Linked DNA regions of Mus musculus: region 2 is linked to region 1. A link is a contact called in public capture Hi-C data. All regions are on one chromosome and are shown on one strand. Each heading gives the region's core, a stretch centred on a gene start, on an enhancer-like site or on the middle of the called end of the contact. The rest is flanking DNA. Distances are from core to core; before and after follow the strand shown. Region 1 overlaps Nfia (nuclear factor I/A). Region 2 has its middle 26 kb from the start of E130114P18Rik.

The links. Capture Hi-C pulls out chosen DNA fragments and counts their contacts.
Region 2: a contact with region 1 is called in a capture Hi-C map of embryonic tail, with 2.9 times the contacts expected there. The contact joins two enhancer-like sites. A contact is called at or near these places in 3 of 115 datasets of contacts at active chromatin or transcription factors (astrocytes, cardiomyocytes and kidney) and 2 of 9 other capture datasets (embryonic tail and embryonic trunk).

What each region holds. Positions count from the first base shown.
Region 1 is chr4:98,107,364-98,110,588 of GRCm38.p6, reverse strand. The region is part of intron 10 of Nfia (nuclear factor I/A); the gene reads right to left. Among named protein-coding and RNA genes, the nearest start is that of Gm34784, 17 kb to the left of the region's middle. Within about 2 kb of position 1,673, at least 134 of the 459 cell types and tissues checked have an H3K27ac peak or open chromatin away from gene starts, as enhancers often do. A contact at or near this core is called in astrocytes and embryonic tail, where this site is marked.
Region 2 is chr4:97,608,563-97,611,787 of GRCm38.p6, reverse strand. It overlaps a transcript of Nfia not described here. Among named protein-coding and RNA genes, the nearest start is that of E130114P18Rik, 26 kb to the right of the region's middle. Within about 2 kb of position 1,602, at least 59 of the 459 cell types and tissues checked have an H3K27ac peak or open chromatin away from gene starts, as enhancers often do. A contact at or near this core is called in astrocytes and embryonic tail, where this site is marked.

The DNA.
Region 1 (3,225 bases), core at 424-2,923:
GGGGGTGGGGGGTGGGAAGTCAGACTGGCCTCTCCCCTTGCTCCTCATGATGGGTGCAAATCCTTTCTTCCCTCCCCTCCTCTCCCCTCCCCTCCCCTCCTCTCCCCTCTTCTCCCCTCCTCTCCCCTCCTCTCCCCTCCCCTCCCCTCTCCTCCCCTCCCCTCCTCTTTCTTTCTCTTTCTCTCTCTCTCTCTCTCTCTCTCTCTTTCTCTCTTTCTCTCTTTCTCTCTTTTTTTCTTTCCGAGACAGGGTTTCTCTGTATAGACCTGGCTGTCCTGGAACTCACTTCATAGACAAGGCTGGCCTTGAACTCAGAAATCCACCTGCCTCTGCCTCCCAAGTGCTGGGATTAAAGGCATTCGCCACCACTGCCCGGCCAGGTGCAAATCCTTTCAATGGCATATATTTAAAATTCTTTTCTTAGAAAAGATACATAATAAAATAAGATGGCACCTTATGAAGCACCATTGTGTTCATGGGGAAATGAAACCACTGTAGTTCTCGTTCATGTTTCTGTCTACTCAATGTGCCCTTGGAGCTTTCTGCCAGCTGTGGAGCCAGTCTTATGTCCCTTTCAGAAACATTCTTTGTCAACACAGAGAGTTCGCTTAACAAAATGAGCAACTATAGACCAATCTCAAAACTCAAGTGAGGCTAAAAATTGTATGACTTTTTTTTTTTTTTTTTGCCAACTTTCTTCTAAGTATTCTGAAGAATTCAGTATTTTCATCAGAAAACCTACCAGCTTCGAGGCTGTGAGTTCTGCATTGAAAACATCACCAGGGTTTGAGTCAGTCGGAACTGATTCCGGAGGTGAGGGCTAAAGCTCACTCTTGTCGGGGAGATTCAATTAGGGGAAAGTCGGGACTCCTTTGATCCCAGGGATAAATAGCTAAGTGATAGCTCCATGGAGGCATGGTGTAAAATTTCCTGGTCACACAAGGTACCTTTGATTTCCAAAGGCGCTTATAACAAAACAAAACAAAACAAAAACTCCTAGCTCAAACCACAAAACTACTCATCCTGTAGACTTTTACTCTCTGACCATGCGCTTCGGAGAACCCAATAAAGCTGCTTATATCTGGAAAAGAAATCACCCTGGCAAGTATGCATGGCCTAAATCTAAGTGGACAAAAGAAAGATCAGTAAGAAGGAAAGGGGAGGGAAGCAGACCGCAAACCGTGTCTGCGTTAAGTTTCTCCTGATCTCTGACGCAGATCCACTTTCCATATCTGCTCTTATACAGAACAGTCTCAAACTGAGTGGTAAGTGCTGTTCCCAATCTGTTTGCATGCTTTCTAAGGCAGTTGTGAAATTCTGGACTTCTTCAGTGTGGCAGTCCTGAAGCAAAGGCCTGGGACCTGGCGAGTCACCAGGGGGAGCAGTTTTCCGTCCCGTAGTTTCTGCATTCAGGACATTACAAAAATCAGCAGTGCCCTGTACATACTTCTGCTAAAAAGCAAAGCAAAGCAAAGCAAAGCAAAGCAAAGCAAAGCAAAGCAAAGCAAAGCAAAGCAAAGCAAAGCAAAGCAAAGCAAAGCAAAGCAAAGCAAAGCAAAGCAAAGCAAAGCAAAGCAAAGAAAAAAAAAGTTTCTTCACACATCTTACTATTCAGTGTGTGCCTCGCCCACAAGGTTACCCCAGAGCAGCTCTGTAACCCTTCACTGAAATAGGCTTTATTGATTGCTCTGGGCTATTGTTCTCTTTTCAAGTCCCCCAAGTTCAAGTTCATCCTGGTGTTACATCATGTCTGGTTGCTCTTAGCAACCAGACAGACCCAGACGTGACTATCATTAGCAAGAAACCCGCCACTCTCCTCCCACCAACCTTCCAGTGGCTCTGACGTAGCAGGCCCACTGCAAACACACTGAAGTATTTATTCTGCCTAATTTATGACCTACCCAGCAAGCTAGACCCCCGCTCCAAAAACCAACACTGTTGTATATTTAATTAATCTGTCTTTCTTTGGCATTTGAGAAAGTTAGACAAAGGACTAATTATTGTGTTTCGCTCTCCACACTTTTCTTTTGGGGGGTGAATATTTGCCTGGGAAAGAAAACGATGAGGCCCCGCATTGGCCCCTCCCCTTTTTCTTTCTGCCCTTTTGACATTTCATGAAATACTTTAGCTGCTTAAGGGAGTTAGAAAAAAAAAAAAAAAAGAAAGAAAGAAAGAAAAAAAAACCGCACTGTGAATGTTACTCCTTCTGAGTTGGTATTCAGTAACACAAATCAACTCACGACATGTTTAAATTTAAATGCTAACCACACGCTCTCAGAGTTACTTTAAAGGTTAGTTTTTAATCAATAGAAGTTGCTGACTCTGGGTTTTTGAGCTGCACACTGCAACTCCCGGGCTTTTGTCTAATGTTAAAGCTTGGGAACTTTTTTTTCCTTGAGATGATTTTAGCAATGATTTGCAGATACTGGGGCTATTGTGCTCCTACCAGCAACATGTCAATAGAGGAGCTGAGCTGCCCTGTGGTGGGCTGTCAATATGACTCCTAAGGCAGGGGTTGGGGGTCTTTAATAACCCGTGAAAAAACCTTAATTAACCCTTTCAGGTCCAAACCAAAACCTATTCTCCCACTTTTCACTCCTGTAATTTGACCATTAGTACTTATTTCAACATCTCACTAATCTTCATGACAATTAACCCAGCTACTTGACCAAGGGCTTCCAGAATGGGAAGTCAGTTAGGGGGAACCACACACGAACTTCTCTCTCTCTCTCTCTCTCTTTCTTTCTCTCTTTCTTTCTTTCTTTCTTTCTTTCTGTTTTTTTGAATGAGGTCTCTTAGTAAACGATCTGCAGAAATATAGTAGAGAAACAGTTGTAAGCAATAAGAAATTACTCCATTTTGCCAAGTTTTCTATCTGTCAGTTTGTAGTTGAAGACACTGGTGGTGACAGGTGTGACAACCGCCCACACAGAGGTGCTCCTGGATTTTCCTAAACTTCTGAGAACTGCCAATCGCCTCAGCCGGGTAAGGCAATAGGAGGAAAGGCTCCTTTGCTGTGGCATTTCCCTTTAATCTCGTTACTTGAAAACGCAGCAAGTCTGAGAGCACTCACTAAAGGAGGATTCGGCATCTTTCTTCTTGGGACAGGAGAACAGAGAGCGAGAGGGATCTGAGAAAATCTGGGAAATACTTGGATTGAATCAAGTCATTGGGAAGATACTGACACGAGAAGCAAAACTCATCTGTGGAGGGAGAGTCAGGAAA
Region 2 (3,225 bases), core at 353-2,852, 500 kb after region 1:
GCCCACTGCAAGGCAGGCCAGAACTGTAACAGCAGTGCTAATGGGAACTTGGCCCTGCCCCAAGCCAGCATGGAAAGCGGCTGCTGGCTCCTGTAAAAATCCTTGGTCTGGGCCATTTTTCCACAAAGCAAAATTCACCACCCCAAAGAAACGCCATCGCCTGTTCCTGGTGCCAAACTCGAGGAAAAATCAAGTTGTGCGACTCTCTCCCCTGCCTGGGTGAAATGACAGATAGCAAAAGAGCCTTCAGTTTCCTCTACCCCAAAAAAGTCTGCCAGAGATATAAATATTTAAAAACAGGAGCTCGACGGAGAGAGTTAGCTTTCACTGTTCTGCCTTGGCAGGCGTTCATCCACCCACTAGATATCATTTGACTCCATGTAATGGAATGGCAGGTCTGGGTCGCACATCCTAACTTCTGACACCAGAGTGGGAAAAAAATGACTGTGAACTCTTTTTGTCGCCTGAAACAGACCTGGACCCTGGTTGTGAATGCCAGGCTGAACAGAGCTATGACAGCCTGTGCTTCTACTCCCTCCCCCTTGGTGTTTCTTTATTTTTATCTCCTGCTAAGAAGTCCTCTCTGATTTCTGCCCCAAAGGATGACACTTTTGTCTTGTCTCTGTTTTTTCTTCTTTTAAATTTATTTTTATTTCTTACCTCCTTTTTACTCTTCTTAGCTGAAAGGGGACAAGCAAGGGACAAGTTTGTAAATGTGGAGAGCCCTCTTTCCTTTGTTTCCTTTGTGTGGCCATCCTCCAAACATCAGTTTCAGGAGATTTGATGTTAGGAACTCTCTTTTTCCTATAGAGGCATAGATACTAACCCTGTGATAGGTTTCAATATCACAGATGACCTTCATGATATAGGCCTCCATAATTTTAGATGGATTAGAGGAGACTAATGAGGATTTTGAAACAGGCTTTAGACTAAAACGCTCAACATGCAAATCTACTGAAAACCCAGATAATTTGAAAGCACAATTACCCCAGTCCACAGATCTTCTTTCCCTCTGTCTCTTAATTCATCTCTGAATCTCCCTCCTCCTCTAACCTCCTCCTTTTTCCTTTCCTCCCTCCTGCCCACCCTCCCTCGCTCTCTCACTCCCTCTGTCTTTCTCTCTCTTTCTTCCTTCTTTAAATTGCCTGATCCCCAGAGTCCCTTTTAACACGGTTTAGGGCTCACAAGAGTTAATAGGAGAAGGGGGGAGGAACCCACTTGTTTTAAGCCGGGAGCCTGTCACCTTTTCTTGGCAATTACACTGCTAATGGCTGGATCCCAAGCAAAGTGGCAAAGAATATCTCTTCTCACGTTCCCAACTCACAGTGCATTCCCAAATACCAGATGGTGTTTTTGGAATCCATTTCACTATGTTTGATATGACAATACTTTTGTATAATGCTAAATTATATATAACTATTGCAAATAGCTGAGATCAGAACAACCAAGAAGTGGAAAATTAGCCCCAAGAAGGAAAGATAGGAACTAAAGACTGTAGTTTTTTTGTTTTTTTTTTCCTTCGTTTGCCCCCATTGTGCCCCAGCCCCTTTGGATTTTCTTTTCATCTGAGGAGAATTGGCAGGAGAGGTTGGGGTATGTAGAGAACCAGGGTGGCAGCCTGGAGGAACATAGGGGTGGGAATGGGAGGAGCCAACAGTAGAGCCGCTGCCGTGTTTTGCAGTGAAATGACATCTTACTGGGATCCTCTCTCTGCTGGAGTTCAGTGTGTAGCAGGAAAAAAGTTGCCAGACGTTTTGAGAACAGCGTCATCTCCCTTCAAGGGCCAAAATCTCAAAATAAGCCCAAGAAGATTGGTAAATCTCCTGAGGACCCCTCTCTGGAATCCTTGTGCTTTTCAATTCCTTGTTGAGGGACAAGTGACTGAGTTACTAAAGCTGAAAACTTCACTCAGAGAGACACGCAGAGGGGTTGGAGAAGGAACAACAAAAACACTAAGACAAATACAGATTTCAAAACGCACAATGGAATTCATCAGAAACAGGCCAGGGGCTTCTGCTTGTTTCCAGGCACAGGGACACAACAATTTCATTTCTCAACAGTGGAAGGAACTGGACTTCTGTAATAAAAACATCTCAAAGAATCTACCCTTGAAATACAGGGCTAACACCCATCCAGTGACATAGTTCTACCCAGCTGGCCAAATGGGGTAAACACGACTCTTTAATTTTAATTTTCTGGCTATTTGACAATGGGCAACCTCTGGTCTTCTTTCCCCAACCTTCCAACAGGCCTTATCTCCACACTGCAGGACTTACTGATTTCAGCCCACAGCGAATGCATTACAGCCAAGTGATAAATTGCTTAAAATTATTCTTAAAAAATGAAAATGCTGGAAATCTCTGAAGCCGCCTTTTGAATGGAGGGTGGGCAGGACAGTTTCCAAGCTGCATATATTAAAGATTCTTTCAGCACGTTGATTCCTTCTTCATCAGTCACACTACCAGCCTTCAGAACCCATCTTCAGAACCAAGGGCTCACCCTATTTATGCCACCTGGCTCTACATGGCAGGCAAGGTGTTTTGTTTTGTTTTGTTTTAAACTTCCGGCTTCCTATCATTAGTCCTCGTTCCATGTAACCCCTTCCATGACAACTACCTCCTCCCCCCTCCAAGCATATAGTCACCCTCTGCTCCTTAGGAAGCTCCCCCAGCTCCAGTGACTACTACATAATTAACAATAACTGTAGCAATGCAATTTAAGAGTCCTTTTAATGGGCTCTGATGGTAGAATGTATAGCCCATCTTTCTTTGTCATCTGAGAAAAGTGGCCCCATGTAGAGCTGCTGGTAGCCGAGTGATGCTTTGTTGTCGGCACCAGACACAGTACCAGCTGCACTGGCAGGTAGCCGGCGTGCAAGGAGATAGCTGCCAAACTATGTTATACGGAGGGATCCATGCCAAAGGGAAGGGGACCTTTGCATGCCACGACCCTTGACCCCTGAGCCAGCATGGATCCCATGGATCTCCCTTCCAGACAATTGCATCTTTCATTCCTCCGCAAACTATAACTAGAAAGGGACCATTTTTTGGTGGGGTTCGTTAACTTATAAGCTCCCAGTCATCATATTTTTCTTCCCTTTTTAAAACAATAACACCCCCCTGTCCCCTAATCAGTTACATCCCCCTACCTCCCTAATCTGGAGGCAGGAATAGGTAAGTAATTTAACAAGGGAAAATTAGGTAAGCAAAACAGCGACCCAGAAGC